Linked DNA regions of Mustela erminea: region 2 is linked to region 1. A link is a contact called in public Hi-C data. All regions are on one chromosome and are shown on one strand. Each heading gives the region's core, a stretch centred on a gene start, on an enhancer-like site or on the middle of the called end of the contact. The rest is flanking DNA. Distances are from core to core; before and after follow the strand shown. Region 1 holds the start of MRPS10 (28S ribosomal protein S10, mitochondrial). Region 2 has its middle 15 kb from the start of UBR2.

What was found. A called contact is a pair of places that touch in the nucleus more often than the background predicts.
Region 2: a Hi-C map of spleen shows a contact between it and region 1, with 2.3 times the contacts expected there. The contact joins the enhancer-like site here to the promoter of MRPS10 in region 1. A contact is called at or near these places in 3 of 3 Hi-C or Micro-C datasets (fibroblasts, skeletal muscle and spleen).

Annotation. Positions count from the first base shown.
Region 1 is chr4:88,849,271-88,852,196 of mMusErm1.Pri, reverse strand. MRPS10 (28S ribosomal protein S10, mitochondrial) reads left to right here and starts at 1,318. Exons shown (of 7, transcript XM_032339960.1): 1 at 1,318-1,422. The coding sequence starts at 1,375.
Region 2 is chr4:89,154,616-89,157,716 of mMusErm1.Pri, reverse strand. No RefSeq gene overlaps it. Among named protein-coding and RNA genes, the nearest start is that of UBR2, 15 kb to the left of the region's middle. Within about 2 kb of position 1,251, the one cell type or tissue checked has open chromatin away from gene starts, as enhancers often do. A contact at or near this core is called in fibroblasts, where this site is marked.

The sequences.
Region 1 (2,926 bases), core at 69-2,568:
TTGATAGAAGGATAGAAAGATTGATTTGATTGATTGATTTGGGTTGGGGGTGGTGATTGAGGGAGAGAATCTCTAGCCAACTCCTGGTCACATACAGAGTCCAATGCAGGGCTCAACCCCATGAATCCTAGATCCCAACCCAGGCAGAGACCAACAGTTAGATGCTCAACCGACTGCACCATCCAGGTGCAGAAACTTTATGTTGTAAATAGTGGATGATATTTACCTTGCATCATTATGTGCTGGGCATTATACCAAACCTTCACACATCAGTATTTCATTTATCCTGCATGGCAGTTATTTGAAATGGGAACAATTATTATCATCTCTAGTTGATATATGAGAAACTTGAGGCTCAGAGTGGGCAAGTAACTTGCCCAGTCATTCAGCTAAGTGGTAAACCCAGATCTCCCAATTGTAAGTCTAGAGTTTTCCCTTATGCTGAATTGCATCTGTGAAAACACCTGGGGAAAATAAAACTTAGAGAATTACACAAATGTAAGAGACTTCTACTACAACAAACTCCAGTTCAAAAGGGTTGGAGCTAAATTATGGTAGACATTAATAACCATTTTTTAGTTATAAAACTTTTTGGTTTGTGGTACTGGGTAATGGCAGCAATTGTAAATTCTGAAATACTAAAGTAACATAAGGAAATGAAGACTTCAGAAGACCTGTAGGACAGTGTTGTGCAGGATGGCAGGGGGTGGGGCACAAAAATGTGAAATGATGTGAGAAAGGAATATAGGATTACAGAACATAGCAAGGCTATTGAAATGAAGTAAAGTACTTTTTCTTTCTTTCTTTTTCTTTTCTAAGATTTTATTTTTAAGTAATCTCTACACCTAACATGGGGCTCAAACTCACAACCCTGAGATCAAGAGACACACGCTCCACTGACCCAGCTAGCAAGGCACCCCTGGTACTTTTTCTTTTTAATGAAATACAAATTTTGTTAAAAATTTTTTTTAAAATGCAGAAATAGGAAAATAAATCAACCATTGATAATCCACTACCCAGAAATAATTGCTGCTAATATATTAACATATATTTTTCAAAGCATGTATTATGTTGCCTCCAACAAAACAGGAACTACATAAGGCAAACAGGATTTGAAGAGGAAACATTTAAGGAACTTGGTAACAATCTAGACATGGGTTGATGCAATGTTATCAATACGGAGCATCGGCTAGTCGGCCAACCCTAGGGAAGCCAGCCCTATTATCAGTCCCACCCTCAAAAAGCATGGAATAAAGTCTCTATGGTTGTTTCTGTGCCGGAACGCAAGGATACACTCTCTCCTTAAGCGGAACTCTATGGCCTGAGGGCGCCGCCGTGACCCCGGAAGCAGTCTTGGGAGGTCTTGGAGGCAAGATGGCGGCGCGGGGAATGCTCGGCTCCATGTGCCGGCGTCTCTGGCAGGTACGTGGTGGGCTGGGGGTGCTAAGCCAGCTAACATGTTAGTAGCCACAAAATCTGATTGCCAGATGTCGTTGTGGCCGTCTGGAATTTTCTCCGATATTTATTCCTCATCGTGGGGCTTTGCCGGAAGGTGGCGGGAAAGGGGCTGGTTTTATTTCGTATTCTCTCACGGGGTAAACCATAAAAAGATTCAGGACAAAAACGGTAACAAGAATCACAGTATGTCAGAGCTGTAAAGAATATTGAACAGCATATGTTTCAAACCCCTGCTTTCAGGTTTACAAAATAAACTGAAGCTCAGAGAATGATTGCCTCGGTAAAATTAGGGGCTGAACTGGTACAAGGTCTTAGACCTCTCATGGAACCAAATTGTGATGTTTTTCTGATATCTGGAGGTTGTGAGATTAGATGAGAGTCGCAGAAGTCTTAGGAATGGGTTAAGGATTCTCTGCCGTTCTTTGGAGACAAAGCAAAAACTTAAGCAGTGATTCTCAAAATATTTAGTCTCACTACCCCTTTAACATTTTAAAAGTGGTTGAGGACTCCAAAGAGCTTTTGTTTTTGTGGGTTTTAGCTATGGTTATGTAGCTTACTAGAAAATCAAACTGAGAGTCTTAAAAATACTTATTCATTTAAAAAATAAAGTTAGCTTATTCTTATTAACTTTTTTATGGAGCGATAACTAAGTTTTTCAGGGTTTGTTATAAGAGTGGCTGTGTTTTCTGTTTTTGTAAGTCTCTTGTTAACTTTAAAAATAAAACTTACTTTACCAGCAAAAATGAGTTTATTCAGGAATTAACAGAATTGCAATTTCGGACATGCAAGCTATGGCAAAACTAATGGTAAGTCCACAGATAAAGCCTTACTTCTTTACAAAGAAGGAAGTACATAGGAGGGACTGTTTTGAATGGAAGTCCATTGGAGAAAAGCCAGAGTTCAGGGTGAAGATGGTTTCTCCTTGGTTGAATTGCAGGGTGGTCAGTTTCTTGTAGAAGATTCAGTGTAGGTCTTCTTCTGTTGGGGCCTGTAATTGATCTTTCTTTTCTGTTGATGATTCTTCTCTTGAGGCCTGTAATTGGCAGTTCTTCCTGTAATTGATTTTAAGTAGTGTGGGTCCCCCTTTTAGCCGCCAGCTCTACTTGAGTGAGGTTTCCCTTCATTTTTACATCTCCTTTTGATGAAGATCTTTCTCCAAAAGCATTGCTGATTGGGGAGTCAGGTTTCCATGTTTAGTGGTTGTGTCCCTCAGTGTCCGGAAGGACTTTTCCTGGTTGCCATGTTTTATGTCTGAGGGAAGCTATAGATTGGTAACCTACTGAGGTCTCATTCAAGTAACAAGGAGGGGTGGCAGGGAAAATGCTCAGGCATTTCCATCTGTCAAGACATTATCAAGCTTATGAGCACTGGAGATCATCTCCTTATTGGTTACATCGTTTTTACAAAAGTTGGACAGGCTAAGTACAAAACTTAAATAATTACGCAAAACAAAAGAAGTGTAACAATT
Region 2 (3,101 bases), core at 2-2,501, 310 kb before region 1:
CGGGACTGTCATATTCTTTTTTTTTATTTTTTTAAAGATTCTATTTATTTATTTGACAGATGGAGATCACAAGTAGGCAGAGAGGTAAGCAGAGAGAGAGGGAGAAGCAGACACCCCGCTGAGCAGAGAGCCCGATGCAGAGCTCGATCCCAGGACCCTGAGATCACGACCTGAGCCGAAGGCAGAGGCCCAACCCACTGAGCCACCCAGGCGCCCCAGGAATGTCCTATTCTTGTACAACTTCTTAGGAAAGCTTCTAAAGACATAATTCCATAATGGCTGATTTCACTTAATTAAGCATAAACTGATGTGACAACACTCTTGTGGGTTTGATAGCCTGAGTAGCAGTGAAATTTCAGCAATGGGCAGGATGTTATCTCTAGGCACAGTAGTATGGAGGGAAAGGCCAACCTCCTCCCAGGATTGTTGAAAATAGCATGTTAGTTGTTATATATGTTGGACCCTTGTCTTTGCCTGGGCTGTATCCATTTCTCTGTGATCACTCTGTTCATGTGTCTCTTGCCTGCCTCCCTCATCTTGTAAGAACAAGGATTCCTCACCAGGGATTTGGTGGCGTCCACACAAAGAACCAGGAGTTTAATTTTCTCAGAATTGCCAGTCAACTGAAGTCAGTTGTTGCCAGACAACTGACTTTGTACCAGCAAAGTCAATTGTCAACATCTATCACAGCCCAGGGCTTTGAAACCATGAGAGGATATCCAGTTTATCTCCAGAGTCCAGAGTCATGTCATTTGTACTGCCTTTAATCGGCCCCCACTGTGATGAGACCCCTCATTCTCCTTTTCAAGTGCAGTGCCCCAGCCCCCCAACCCAAGCTACGTGTAAGAGGACTACCACCTAAGCAGGTTTTAGATGTGAGTCAAGGCCATGCACTTACCTGGCTGAGGTTCTGAATTAGACTGCGCTCCCTGGCAATGATGCTGGGTGCCTGCAGGGGGCGCTCTTGCCCAGGGCTGGCCTCTGCAGCGCGTCGGGGAGGGCCGACTCCGCGGGGCTGGGCTTTCCTATTCCCTGGGGTTCCTCTTCTTTAACAATGGAGCTTGCATTTGTTTGAACATGAGCGATTCCCGTTGCACAGCTTGGGACGCAGAAGTACTTGATGTCCCTTTGTTGTTTTACATTCAATAAGCGGCTGGTAACTGACATTCAAAGGATCGTGGTGTTCCGCCTCCTCAGGACCGGAAGCTTGGGGCCAATTCCTTCCCCTCCCTGAGGAATCCCAGAGAGGATCTAGCCTCCATGGGTCAAGGAGACACACCTCCTATTCTGGTTTGTGATATGGACCCAGCGGAAGGGCGGCGTGTATGGCTGTCTGTGAGGCTTCCGAAGCTGTGTGTGGTTCAGACCCCATACAAATTCCGATACTGTACCCAGATGTGGAGTTGCTTTCTCTAGAGCCCGAAATTCCCATTAATATATGTCTGTTTTTTTATTGGCAGGGCATTTGAACAAAAGCCTCTTCTGCTTGCTCTTGGGGTTAGAGATAGAGCCAAACCGTGCCATGGAGGGCGCCTGAGGTGTTTTGTGGTTGACAACTCATCCCTTTTCAGTTAAAAAAAAAAAAAAATCAAGGGAAGGCAGAATTTCAGGCACAGTTGTTTCTGAATCATCCTAATTAATATGTTGTAATTGAATTGAGTAACTTCAATATCTGCGTTATGCCACCTGTTGAAATCCTGTCTTAATCAGATTGAGACATGTTGTGGGATCATTGGTATTTCACTGTGGCAGGAGCAAGGGAATTTCTGGCCTTGCCGAACGAAGAATCCTGACTCCCTCAGTTGTTAGCTGGGTGACTTCAAAGGGTTACTTCATTTATCTGGATCTTAGTTCCCTTATCTGTAACATGAGGATAATAATAGTATCCACTTAATAGGGTTTTAATGGAGGTTAAATGAGTCTGGCACACATAAGGCACTGAATTACTGTCTATTATCAATAATGATAATTATTACCATTGATATTATATATCCTGTGTTGCAAATTCATATGGAGACATGTAGTAGTCCCCTCTTATCCATGGGGGTGTGTTCCATGACTCCCAGTGGATGCCTAAAACAGCACCAAACCCTATGTATACTGTTTTTTCTGGGCACATGGGTGGGTGGTTCAGTCGGTTAAATGGTTATGTGCCTGAACCCAAGGTCCTGGGATGGAGATGCTGGTTGGGATCCCTGCTGAGCTGGTAGCCTATTTCTCCTTCTCCCTCTGCCTGCCACTCCCCTTGCCTGTGCTCTCTCTCTCTGTCAAATAAATAAATAAAATCTTAAAAAAATATATACGTTTTTTTCCTGTGCATGCATACCTATAGTAAAGTTTAATTTATAAATTAGACACAATAAAAGATTAACAATAATAAAATTATACAATTATAACAATATACTTTAATAAAAGTGAATTTGTGGACTCGGGTGGCTAGGTCAGTTGGGCATCTGCCTTCAGCTCAGGTCATGATCCCAGGACACTCCTTCCTCAGTGGGGAGCCTGCTTCTCCCTCTGCCTACTGCTCCCCCTGCTTGCACTCTCATGCTCTCTTGCTCGTTCTCTGGCAAATAAATAAATAAATAAATAAAATATTTTTTTTTAAAAGTGAGGCAAATGTGGTTTCTCTTAAAATATCTTATTGTACTGTATTCACCTCTTTTTTCTTGTGATAACGTGAGGTGATAAAATGCCTACATGATGAGAGGAAGTGAAGGGGAATGACATGGGCATTGTGATGCAGTATTAGGCTATACTGACGTGATGACAATATGTCAGAAGGAAGATTATTTTCTTCCAGACCACAGTTTACCACGAGTAGCTGAAACTGCGGGAATCAAAACCCTGGATTAAGGCAGAACCACTGTACTACATGAATCGTTGTATAGCTTGCTTTTATTCACCTTCTAAGTCTTGCTTATTTTTTTCACAGATCCATAGAAATCCTTTCATTTATTTATTTAAAAGATTTTATTTACTTATTTGACAGAGAGAGATACAGTGAGAGCAGTAACACGAGTAAAGGGAGTGAGAGAGGGAGAAGCAGGCTCCCCGCGGAGCAGGGAGCCAGATGTGGGGCTCCATCCTGGGACCATGGG